Linked DNA regions of Bombyx mori: region 2 is linked to region 1. The links are chromatin contacts, called in public Hi-C maps. All regions are on one chromosome and are shown on one strand. The core of a region is the stretch at or near the end of the contact, and the rest is flanking DNA. Distances in the headings are between cores, read along the strand shown. Region 1 holds the start of LOC101746519 (transcription factor cwo). Region 2 overlaps LOC101746519 (transcription factor cwo).

Evidence for each region. Hi-C and Micro-C count contacts between places; a contact is called where the count stands out from the background.
Region 2: a Hi-C map of middle silk gland shows a contact between it and region 1, with 1.8 times the contacts expected there. The contact joins the enhancer-like site here to the promoter of LOC101746519 in region 1. A contact is called at or near these places in 3 of 7 Hi-C or Micro-C datasets (middle silk gland, midgut and whole pupa).

What each region holds. Positions count from the first base shown.
Region 1 is chr22:15,259,811-15,266,137 of ASM3026992v2, forward strand. LOC101746519 (transcription factor cwo) reads left to right here and starts at 3,251. Exons shown (of 10, transcript XM_021347011.3): 1 at 3,251-3,861. The coding sequence starts at 3,809.
Region 2 is chr22:15,300,653-15,306,979 of ASM3026992v2, forward strand. It overlaps LOC101746519 (transcription factor cwo), which reads left to right. Exons shown (of 10, transcript XM_021347011.3): 6 at 22-216; 7 at 1,648-1,847; 8 at 2,658-2,792; 9 at 3,255-3,345; 10 at 3,829-6,327. The coding sequence ends at 4,022. Among protein-coding and RNA genes, the nearest start is that of LOC101737053, 24 kb to the right of the region's middle. Within about 2 kb of position 4,014, at least 8 of the 8 cell types and tissues checked have open chromatin away from gene starts, as enhancers often do.

The DNA of each region.
Region 1 (6,327 bases), core at 2,001-4,500:
GCCTCCTTCGCAGGTACTCGGACTACTGTAAACAAATATAACTCCTCCTGGCTGAACCGTGCTACCCACATAAGCTGGCGAAGCTTGAAAGGCCCTCGATTACCTTCCATCCCATTAAACGAATAACTATAGCCCTGTGTTCGACTTCGGCAGGTCCCAAGTCTGCTTTTGGAGACTCCGTTCATGTAGGTATTGCAGTTTGACGACAGATTGATGCAGATTTTTTTGGTAGTGGAGCGTATAAGCCCCCACCATCCTGACTATTCCTACCGCAAAACAATCTCACGATCCAGATTGTAGAGTAATACAATAACAATTAAGACTTTGACCTCATGTCCTCATGTTTTTTTTTTTTATGTTTGGAATACATATTTGTTAGTATTATTATTATTATCATGTCTCAAGTTGGATGGGGGCTTTTACGTTTGTGTAAAAGCCTAGCTTACACCAGATGAACCACAGCCCTGAGTTTGTAAAAATATTTTAGAACGACCATGGCTGCTCTGAAAAGAGCGAACCGACTGAGAAGAAGAACTAGTTGTCTTGCACGAAATTCAATTTCAAGTTTTCTTCAATTCTTCAAAATTAAATAAGAGTGTACTGACTAGTAATAAAAAAAACTAAAATATCAGAAAAGCGTCGGAAATTGTTAATTTAACTTGACTGTGTAAATATTTGTTTTGATTACGAAATCCGGTAGCAGTGGTTGGTGATTATTTCTTGCCACAGGAACTAAAAAAAGGTGATATAAAAAGTAAAATTTATAGAATAATAATAAACCAAAATCCGGCGATGTGCGTTCCCAATTTATAATAGGTACCTATGCATAACTAGGCCCGTTATATGGGAGCTTAAAGTATTTTTCGCATGACGGCCGTAAACATCGATGAGAGTAGGAAATAAGCGTGTCATTGATTAAAAACCGTATTGTTTGGATTATATTATTATGTTTTAAACTTATGTCGTTCAAGCAACAACAAGTTGTTGACAAATAACAATTGACCTTTCTTTATTGGGGTACCTAAAGGCACCGTTAGTGGATCGGGAGGATCCGAAATGACGTGTTTTGGACGACTTCGACTGTTTACCTTTTGATCCGCAAGATTGGCTATGTAGTTCCTGGCGGCCACGATGAGAGGATTCTCGTGCCGTGCCGCATTATCGAAGTGGCGTATTGATACCGACTGGAGATACTTACTGATGGACTCTAGGTCCAGGTCGTCGTGCAGTCGATGTACCTGACGAACCATGGGGCTCCGACGCAGTGACGTAGCGTGGTGGGGAGGCGGCCCGCCCCAGGCGGCACTTTTTAGAGGGCGGCAAAATATCACAATAAATAATAAAAATATTTGAACCATTTCATATTTTTATCGCAACTACAAATTTGGACCGATTGAACTGGCAAAACTGTCTATACTGACTCGCGGGGATTCCCCGTATCTTATAATTAAAGGAAGTACCTACGTGTGCTTTGACAATTCAAAGAAAAAAAGCGCCTTATTCACGATCCATCTTGCTGTACGTCCCGCCAAGGCCATGCACGATGCACGATGCATTTAGCGCTTTATTCACGATCCATCACGGCTGTACGTCAGCTCAAGGCCGCAAGCGCGAACAGTATAAATCGAACGAATTAAATGAGAGAGTTTTAATTTATTTAAAATGCCAGCTGTTTTATCAAAACGCCAAAAATGGGAGTCCTGCTGATGTTGTCAGCTGCAGCAGCAGAAGAGAGGCAAAAAATAGCAAGAGGTTTTGGATGATTTTTTTAAACGTGCAGAGTATACTCAAATAATTAATATCATTTTTTACGCACGCTATCAATCCTTGCAGCTTCCCCTAAAATGGACCTAAAAAATTGTAATACGTTTATTATTTTTTGTTTATTCATATAGTCTGCGCTTGAGACATTCCACAAACATGTGGAACTTATATCTTTCAATAAATCTTGAAAGTGTTTCACGATCCATTTTGACGTGCAGTCTCCTCTCGAAGCAAGCTCTAAATGTTAAATTTGCTGTACAGCAAGTCTACACACGATCAAGCACGCACGACGTAGGACCGCTCTGACGTACGTCAGCGTTATTCACTGTCTATCTGCACGACGTTCGCGGTGGTGGGGGCACTCGCTGGACGCAAAATCGGTCGTTTTTTTTTTTTTTTTTTTTCCTTCCTATGCTGATAGCCTTGAGAGGCTATTTCAGCTTCACCCTAACGTGTGTAGGTGAGCTCACGGGGCTCAAACCGGAGAGTTGCTAACACTGACCCTAGCAAGAGCAGTGCTTCGCAGAATCTACCACCGGATCGGAAACGCGACCCACTGAGAAGATCCGGCGAGAAACTCAGTGGGCTGTGTCTGAGGGTTAATTTACTCGTCGAGCCGTACATCACAAGCGACGGGTTCGACGAGAACGATGACCGATGCTTGAGGTACCTAAAAGCACCTTTAGTGGATTGGGAGGATCCGAAATGACGTGCTTAGGGCGATGACGACTGTTTACCATTTGGTCCGTAGGATCGGGAATGTAGTTTCCGGCGGCCACGATGAGAGGGTTCTCGTGTCGTGCCTTTATCGATGTGGCGCATCGACGCCGACTGAAGATACTTACTGATGGACTCTAAGTCCAGGTCGTCATGGAGGTCGACGTTTCTGACGTACCACGGAGCTCCAACGGCTATTCTGCAAAAACGGGATTGAATAACTTGTAATGATTTGAAGTTAGTGCGGGCCGCGTGAGCGAACAAACACTACGCTTGCATAGGTCATAACGGGGTGTATGCAAGTTTTGTAGAGTGCCACCTTATTTCTAAGGGCAAAACTTTTCTTCGAGCTTCATACCGTACGTTCCGGAATGCTCTAAGAAATTATTTGAGATGATCTTTTTTATCATCTTACCACTGACCGTCGTCGCATCAAAACGCAATTTATACAGATTGTCCTTACATTAACCTTTCCGCTTCAACTTGAAGCGGAAAGGTTAATTAAACTTATCCTTGAACTTCAAGGATAAGTTTTACTAGGCAATAATAATACACAACGCGGAATGCATTTCATCTCGCTGCGTTACTGAAGCTTAAGCCATGTCCAGGTCTGAAAGTCCAAAAATCACGTCAACAAAACCTTGATAGGCAATAAATTATTTGCAAACTACAAAGGTAACCTGAAAACTTAAATTGGTTACAATAATATAAGAGACAGATCGGCAGCCGGGCTACGGCGCGACACGAGTCACGTCATAGTGGTTGTGGTCACGTGCGTCTGAGCGTGGCCTAACACAGCGGCTCTCAAACATTGTATTAAATGTATGTATAAGTCGCCCGCCCTGCTTACCGTACGAACATACGTTCTAAGTAATACGACATTACGTATAAGTCTATTAGGTTAGACCCTCAGAAAGTTTTCAAGGAAAATCCCGAAGCACGGGCTGAATAATGTGCTCATTAAACAGCCCCGTGTCATATTTTGACGCTTTGATCGGAGTCACATGACTCGCACCGGCCGGCATTCTATCGCGCCGCGCAGAATTCATCAGAATGGCTGCAAAGCGCTCGCTGTGATGACGTGTGCACTACTTTATTCTATATGCAGTTGAATACGACCAAAACAACAATTTATAATCGTATTGTTCGCATCAATTGAAAATGGATTGCAAAGATTTAACATAACTAAGTGTCTGCTTTAGTGTTTTATTTGCTTCGGCGGAAATGTGATAAAGTTTTCGAATATTAAATTAACAAGTGAGTGTTGATTTTGTAAAAAAAATAGAACAGTGAGTGTTTTTTGTTTTTGTTGTGATACAAAGTGAATATGGAAACACGACATTATTGGGAGGAAAACGGACATGCCGTTAAATACGACAAGTAAGTGGAATACTCGATTAATTCATTTTAAAGATGTTGTGGTGATATTAAAATTATGTGCCAGAGGCCTTGAAATACAAAACTAATTGCTTGAAACTGGACATATCTGATTGAGAGGAGTTGTTCGAAGATGAAAGCCATGCGTATGGAAGTTTATAACAGTAGTAACATTTTTTTTTTTATTTAGTATCGTGGTAGTGTTTGTTTTGTTTTAGTTGTATTATTTATTATGCTTGTAATGGGCATAAGTAATTCAATTGCAAATTAAGGATACCTATCAAACGATCGATTACACTTCTATCTTTTGGGTACTTAATTAAACTTTTATGCCTAGTTTTCGTGACAAATTTAATTGAGACTCATTGAATAATTTTATTGACTATCACTCGAACTCAAGATTGCGTGATTAATTTCAATGAGTACTTAGGTATCTATAGAAAAAAATGCTTAAGTTTTATCACAAACTTTAACCAAAACAAGTTTACTAATCTTGATGGCATCTTTAGCATTGACCGATAGACGTCTTATGAGTCCGCACAGGTAGGTACCACCATCTTCTTGCCTATTTCTGCGTTGTAGGTACTTACTGTTAAAAGTGAAACCTTAGCACTAATATCTCAATCTCATTGGCGGTATTTACATTGTAGATGTCCATGTGGAGCCCATAGCTCCAGTAATCACTTAACATCAGGTGGGCCGTGAGCTCGTCCACCCATCTAAGCAATAAAATAAAGTCGTTATTAAAACGCAAAAGTAACTATTTATTTGATTTAACACTCAATGCTATTATTATTTAGGTTATAATATTTACTAGCAATAAATTATTCTTATTAATTACGATACGACGCGACTAGGTATAATTTTATTATAATATAAGTGTTTACTTACGTTCGTACATAAGTGCAGTTATGTATATAAAAATAAATCTATAATTAGATACTGTACTTACTATTGTAATGCTGTTTTATTTGTTATATTAATAAAAGAAAACAGTACATAAATTACTTCCCATTTTGATTTTCTTAAAATATTCAGAGGACTTTCATAGGAATTTATACGACAGTACTGGTCTATCGTATGATAGCCTATATCCCTAATACTGGCAATAACGACTAATCCTGGCCTAAATACTTAACGTCCTACCCTAAATTCTAGGGGCCTATTACCTGTACTTATTTTCGGATAAAAACTCTGATGTACATTATATGTACTTCCTAACGCTAATCCCGTCTGCGACAGACTGGAATAGCCCCTTATGCTACTAGCGAATTAGTAGGGGAAAAAATATCCAAAGTCTTAACAAACACGATGTCTATTATAAAGGCGAAACCATGACGTCATACTTAGGAGGGTAGCCGTGAGGTTGAGATCAAAGCAACGTGAGGCTGTCCTCAAAGAGGTGCTATCGCCACTTAATTCGTACATTTTTGTCGATTACTTACTTTGAGAACTAAACGAAGCCTACTTCTACTGCCACGGCAATTCATGAGATCTGGCAATCTGTAGGACTGTGGCAGATCGAATGCAATAGACTATAAATTGAACGCTGGTGTTCGTAAAATAATATCAAAACCATTAAGATCGCCCTAGTACCGCTTACCCCAGAGAAATTTGATTTATTTCTGTGGTTTACCCACAAAAGCCGCCCAATATTCTTCGAAAAACTTCAGCTTTCTTCGTTAATATAAAATAGTTTGGTCTTTAGCCCTGGACAAAGATTCGTTTATTACAGACATATTGAGTATCGCCATTGTAAAACCAATACCTGTAATGTGTACTTTTGCAGATTTTTACCGACCAATTTTCAAGCAAGCTAATAATAATCGGCAAATAAATAGAGACAATGACAGTAGGTCACTCGCAAGACTAAGATTACCTACGGTATAATCTATTTAATCGTATCTAATGTTCCGTAGGAATAATTATTAAATAGATTTTTTTAAACTGTGAATCTTAAACTAAACGTCTTAATATGTAAAATTGCGCAAGAGCGAGAATTATTGGAAATGGGCCCTAGCCACTACTAAAAAATCGATAAATCCTAACAGCCTGTAGCCGATAATATACAATATTTAAAAAAGGAACTCTATGTACTTTTTCAATTTTCATTTAGGTTTTAAATCCACTGAATTTCTCAAAATTTTCTGTCATTAAATATCGATTAACTTCGATCAATATTCTGTTAATAAAGGTATCTTACAAATTGTATAACGTAATATTCAATATCGATCAATAATAATATCGAAAATAATCGTTTAAAGTAAAATCGATGCCTCCAATGAACACTACGCTAACTCCAAATTCGTAAGCTTACAGGAGGAGCGTTTAAATGAAAAAAGTTAATAAAATCTTTGTTATTGCAGATATATTTATGGTTTTTTCTTGTGTAACTAGCTGATTTACTCTTGCTTCGAACCCCATCAATAATAATTTGTAATACTTTTAAAATAGTGAAGCGATTTGCGT
Region 2 (6,327 bases), core at 2,764-5,263, 42 kb after region 1:
TGTAAAAACTTGTTAAAACAGGCGAACCGGTGCATCGAGAGAAGAGCCGGTCACATCCCGGGGGCTCGTCCTCGGAGACAGCCAGCTCATCCAGCAGCTCCCACGGGTACGCGGTGAAGGTTATAGCCAGCGCGCCGCCGCCAGCGCCGCCCACCTTTACCCAGGAGCCCTACGACGAACGACCTCCGGGACCTTACTCTATGGACTGCGATAGAGGTACTGTCAATCCACTGCCAGTATTACCACGTTATAAAACAACTAACAAATTCTACATCAGGTCTTATGTACTTTTGAAGTCGTCGTGGCCCAAAGGATAAGGATTTAGCGATGCACCGGTGTTCGAATCCCGCTGGCGGGTACCTATTTTTCTAATGGAATACGTACTTATCAAATGTTCACGATTGCCTTCCACGGTGAAGGAATAACATCGTGTAATAAAAATCAAACCCGCAAAATTATAATTTGCGTAATTACTGGTGGTAGGACCTCTTGTTAGTCCGCACGGGTGGGTACCACCGCCCTACCTATTTCTGCGGTGAAGCAGTAATGCGTTTCGGTTAGAAGGGTGGGGCAGCCGTTGTAACTATACTGAGACCTTAGAACTTATATCTTAAGGTGTGTGGCGCATTTACGTCGTAGATGTATATGGGTTTCAGTATCCACTTAACACCAGGTGGGCTGTGAGCTCGTCCACACATCTAGGCAATAAAAAAAAACCTCAGTAAAATGGTGGTCATTTACTGAGATTTTTTCAGTGGACTTTTTGGAGGATCCCGAGAAGTTACGTCCAGCCGCTTTGTTTCATTTTCTCAAATTTGTGCACTTTCATAGATATTAAACAGTTAATAAACCACCGTTATTACACATTTAAGCTTGAAGAAACACTAAATAGACAAAATAAAACAAATCACACAACTTCACTCCTCGCGTTCCCAGCAGTATATGTGTTGATATACGCAATTTGCTAAAACATAAATAGATGAACGTTATACATTAGATCTGAGCCTTACCGGCTGGTTACATAGTTAAGAAAGCTGAATATATTTTTTTTTATTCAAATTCAAATAGAGAACACTCTGTGGCTCTATGGTTGTAATTTCACTCTTCGTATAATTTTGGCGCCATTTAGTGCTTTAAAAGTCGTAACTGTGATTGCTTCTACTTCTAAGAAGAAACACACAACACTACATATGATATGATTTAGATTTTGTTATTAAAAAAGTTTACTTAACGTAAATTTTATACATTCGATCGACGAATACAATATAAAATCCTCTTCAAAAATGAAGTAGTTACAAGCGTTGCAACTTCATGCAGACAGAGAGTACACAAAATTTTATCATCAATCAATGTTTAAATCCGGCTATAAAAATTGTATTTACACTAAAACACGTTTTGTGAGAATGAAATACAGAGCATAGGCTTGTTCGCGTTTTTACGGCCCGCACGGAATAGAGTAGAACATTCTCGAACTTCCCAATACGAATTTCTTAGAGCTCTTCCACGATTAGATTTCGTTCATCTACTCGAGGCAATAGATGGCGCTCTCGGCAATTCGGTGCGGCCACAACAATAATCTTGACAAAGACTTCGATATAATCACCACTCCAGATAACCGTCGTGTATTAAGTGGAATGTTGGTCTCAGTTCCAGTGAATCAAGTGTCTGGTGCCGAGGGTGAGGCAGCCCGGGAGGGTCGGGACGCGGAGCTGGTGACTGCGGACCCCCGCCGCAAGTGCGAGCCCACACTACGGGCTATCAGGAAGCCGGAACACACAGAAGACTATCTACACTCATACAAATTCAAGAATTCTATTGAAAGGCGATTTTCGAGATCGCAGGATGAGGTGAGACTTAATTCCTAATTTTCATTAAAAAATACATGATTGATTGATTGACTAACAGAGAGAAGAAAATTATTTTTAGTTTATTATTGAAGTTGTCGTGACCTAAAGGATAAGAAGTCCGGTGCATTCGTATCTAGCGATGCACCTCGTGTGTTGTGGGGGCGTGTGACGGTTGTCACGTTAAAAGCGGGTACTTCATCAAGCTTAGTAAATGTAGGTAATGGTAATAGCGAGATACTTTATATTCACTGGTGGTAGGACTTCTTGTGACTACTGGTGGTAGGACCTCTTGTGATTACTGGTGGGGTAGGACTACTCGTGAGTCCGCACGGGTAGGTACCACTATGCTACCTATTTCTGCCGTGAAGCAGTAATGCGTTTCGGTTTGAACGGTGGGGAGCCGTTGTTGGCATTTAATAATAAAAGTGTAATTCAATAATAAATTAAGATTTTTATTACACGATGTTAATCCTTCACCGTGGAAGTCGATCGTGAACATATTTTGTTAAGTACGTATTTCATCAGAACAATTGGTACCCGCCTGCGGGATTCGAACACCGGTGCATCGCTAGATACAAATGCACCGGACGTCTTATCCTTTAGGCCACGACGACTTCAAAAATCTTGATTTTTACTCTCCCAAATATTACACCTGTCGTATTACAGTTCACTCTTTTATTTTATAAGACACCACCGGTGTACCGCAGAGCAGTCAAAAACAGAGCCTCATATCCTTATCGAGGTCGACCGGTGCGCACACTAAAACCACATTTATTGCTATTGTACCGAGAGTCTATTATTGCGTTACAGGCAGCTGAGCAAGCGGTGCGCATCGGTCACGGCCGCGTGTACTCACACAAGCGCCGTCGCGCCGCCAAGCCCGCGCCCTCCACCTCCACATCCGCGTCCGGCTCCACCGAAGAAGCCCGGGACACATCGCCGCAGGTAAACCAAACGGGATTTAGTTTTGTAACCGAAAACATATTCCGCGACACTAAAAAGAGACAGACATATACATATATGCCTGAGAGAGAACGAGATAGAGTATGTCTGAAGACTTAAGTACTACCGGGTGAGAAAAGAGGAACTTAATCTTGATCTTGGGGAGCTACCGGAGTCAATAGACGCTAGTGTGTCTGCAGGCACTTTGTGTCTTTTTTTATTGCCCTTTTAGGCAGACGAGCGTACGGCCCACCTGATGGTGAGTGGTTACCGTCGCCCATGGACTTCAGCAATGCCAGGGGCAGAGCCAAGGCACTGCTCACCGTCTGTCAACATCACGAGACGCTACCCTACTGAGTCTTGATATGTCATATAATGTTTTCCGGTAGATTCACTAACAAATGGTCCTGTAAAACTAATCGACTGTGTTGTAATTAAGTTTAACGATATCTCTGTTTAATTCAGGACACGTCTAGTGATTCGCCACATCATCACCATTACGAGAAACCTCCGCCTCCGACGCAATACGTTCCGGTATTCGCATTGAATGCTCTAGGTAATTATTCAATCGTAAATTGCAACAATACTCTAATTTTTTTTTATTATAACCGCTGGTCTATGTCATTGTTCCAATAATTATCTTACTGGTACCTGTGTAAATATAAACAAGTTTTATACGATGTGTACCAACATTTCTTCAACATATGTGTCTAATTTAAGGGTGTTATTTTAAGGTGAAAGTTTATTATTATGACGGATTTAAAGAAATATAGGAAAATTTTAATTGAGCTGGTAACTGTTTACTCAATGACTCTCTTGATAATTCCTTAAACTTGTCTAAAATAGAATTAAGTAAGTTTTAATTTACCTTATGAACAGTGATATTACCGTTGTTATAGACGAGATCGGAAGTTAGTACACAAGGAATCACATTTTAAATTCTTGTAATTATTTTAATACGTTTTCCGTAGAATAGTCGCTGTCCACTAAACCAACGAGACATGAAATACAATTTTTCTTATAAAAAATATTCTTACAGGAAAATATTACGTGCCACTGAGTGTAGACTACGCATGCTTGGCGCGTCACCTCGGGCCATATGATGTACTAGACGCTCGCGCGGTACATCTCTCTGCTCCGTTGCATCCTGTTACCATCCACGTCAACTTCCAACCGTGCCTAAACTATCACGTCAAGCGAGAACCAGCCGAACGCGAGTGGCGCCCTACTTAAACGAAGGTTCTGAACACTGGACTGTTTGGTTCAATTACCTTTGCCGAGTGACGAAGAACTTTGACGTGAATATTGGCGGGAAATTTAAAATATTTTTTTTAGTGCAGTTATCCGCCTGTACCGTTGAAAACGCGTTTATATTGTTATGTAATGTTACGTTTTAGTGTTAAGTTTTTGTTATATAACGTTGAATGAAGCGTCATATTATTTATATAAAATCGATAAACGGTTTGATTTGCATTAACGTTACTTATGGTTTCCGTGTTGAACCATGAACATTCCTGTGAAATTACATGGTATATATAATGGAAATACATTTGCAATTTGGTTAGTCTAGTCAAGATTTAAAAATTGTTATAAACTAAATACCTACAATTGTTGTTAATGCTTTTTATTTTTTTAACTTATCTAAAACATCGACTCTGTTTCCAGTCTAATTCATTTATTTATATGAAATCGGTGCCAAATGTGTATTAATATATGCTATCGAAATTTTAAGTTGTGTTCGCGTATTTGTCTTATTTTGTCGGTAAATATTATTTTTTAGATAATCGATAGACTTATACTACATTGATGGGGGTCGAGTTTCTTGGAGTCGAGCGATTCAGTGGTCTTAGATACGGCTGTGATATAAACGTACAGAATGTAGACTAATAAATAGATTTAACGGTGTCTTCATATATATTATGGCTTCTGAAATAGAATAAAAAAACATTTTTTTAACAATAGTTTGTTATAAAGGATTTTATATTTAAATACTTTGTTATTCCATACATTTGGGAAATTGTTTAAAATTTGCAGCTAGTTCAGATTATAACCATACGGGAACAAAAGTAGTCTGTATTGTACAAATATTAAGTTACAAATGTATTTTTTTTTTGTATTGTATTTGGCATAGAATTTATTAATATGTATGTGCTTAAATAACTGCTCTCCATTATTTGCATGATGGAGAATAGGCTTAAGAGTATAAGATACTTTAAATTGAATATGTAAGCGTAGCAGTGTTCAAATTACAAACGTCCAAAAATGGCTCTGAGCTAAGATGTACAGATGGATTTTAATGTACATTTACGAAACTTTTTCTTATAAAGTAATTTGAATCATATTAATGCAGAGCGAACTGTATGCATCACGAAACTAATTATGTACATTTTGCATAATGTCGCTGTCAAACCTAAATCTGTTATGTGCAAGAATTAACGAGTAAAACATTTTCGTATAAAATTTTATATGAGTATGAATTTTTAAGAACTACATCAAATGAAAGCTATAGATAAATATTAAAGATACAGACACATAACAGTTTTTTTATACGGTAGATAGGGGTGTGAATCATACGAAAAGGTCAAAAAGTAAAAATCTCAAAAAGTGCACATAGCAGATTTTGGTTTGAAAACGACGATAAGTTAATGTCATAGGTAGATTGATTAAAAATGTATGTACCCAACATACAATACTGAGAAAAACATTGTATCAGTTCTGACGTGAGACCGGAGTTTACCCTTTAGAAGTGCTGCAATCTTGTCAGATACATAATAATATATCGCTATGTTAAGAGTTAATAAATTTTGAAACATTCTGCTTAAATAGCGCTAACAGAATATTAACTTACTAATTTAAGACTAATAAAGTTAACATAAATGACTCTTAATTATTATTTAATATTTTCGAGAATACGGTTACACGTGAGGTAAACCGATAAACCGTTAATATAACTCTGAACAGATCTAAAATATAATTTCAATTTTAGACATTACTACAGATTTATAATAAAGACATGTTTTTTAAAAATGCCTGTCATTATTTTATGTCGTTTCTTTTAAAAAATTAATAAATATGACGTTAGATAATCATGCCAATTGATTACAATATGATTTGTTATTTAAGTGTCATATCAAAACGTTTTTTTGTTATCGCTTGGTTTTACTGCCACCTATCAAATTCAAATACGAGAGAGCTATGAATGAAATCGATTCATAAGGAGTAAACTCCAAAAATTTGTTCTAAAAATAGAATAGATAAATAAATGTATATAATATACATTAGGCATTCAATCTTAGATTTTCTATATAACGTCTAGATGCCATATATTACTAAAAAGTAACATAAAAAAGAAAGTTTGGATTTAGGACAGAAATAATCAATATAATATGAAGTTAAGCCTATCGGATAGTTATAAGACTGAAATTTTATTTAACTGAAGATATCGTAATCGTATTTTCGTATCAAACTTTAATGTTTCTTAAAGAATTTTGAGAACATTTTGATAAGCAAATTGTTATATAAAATTTGTAACTGTCAC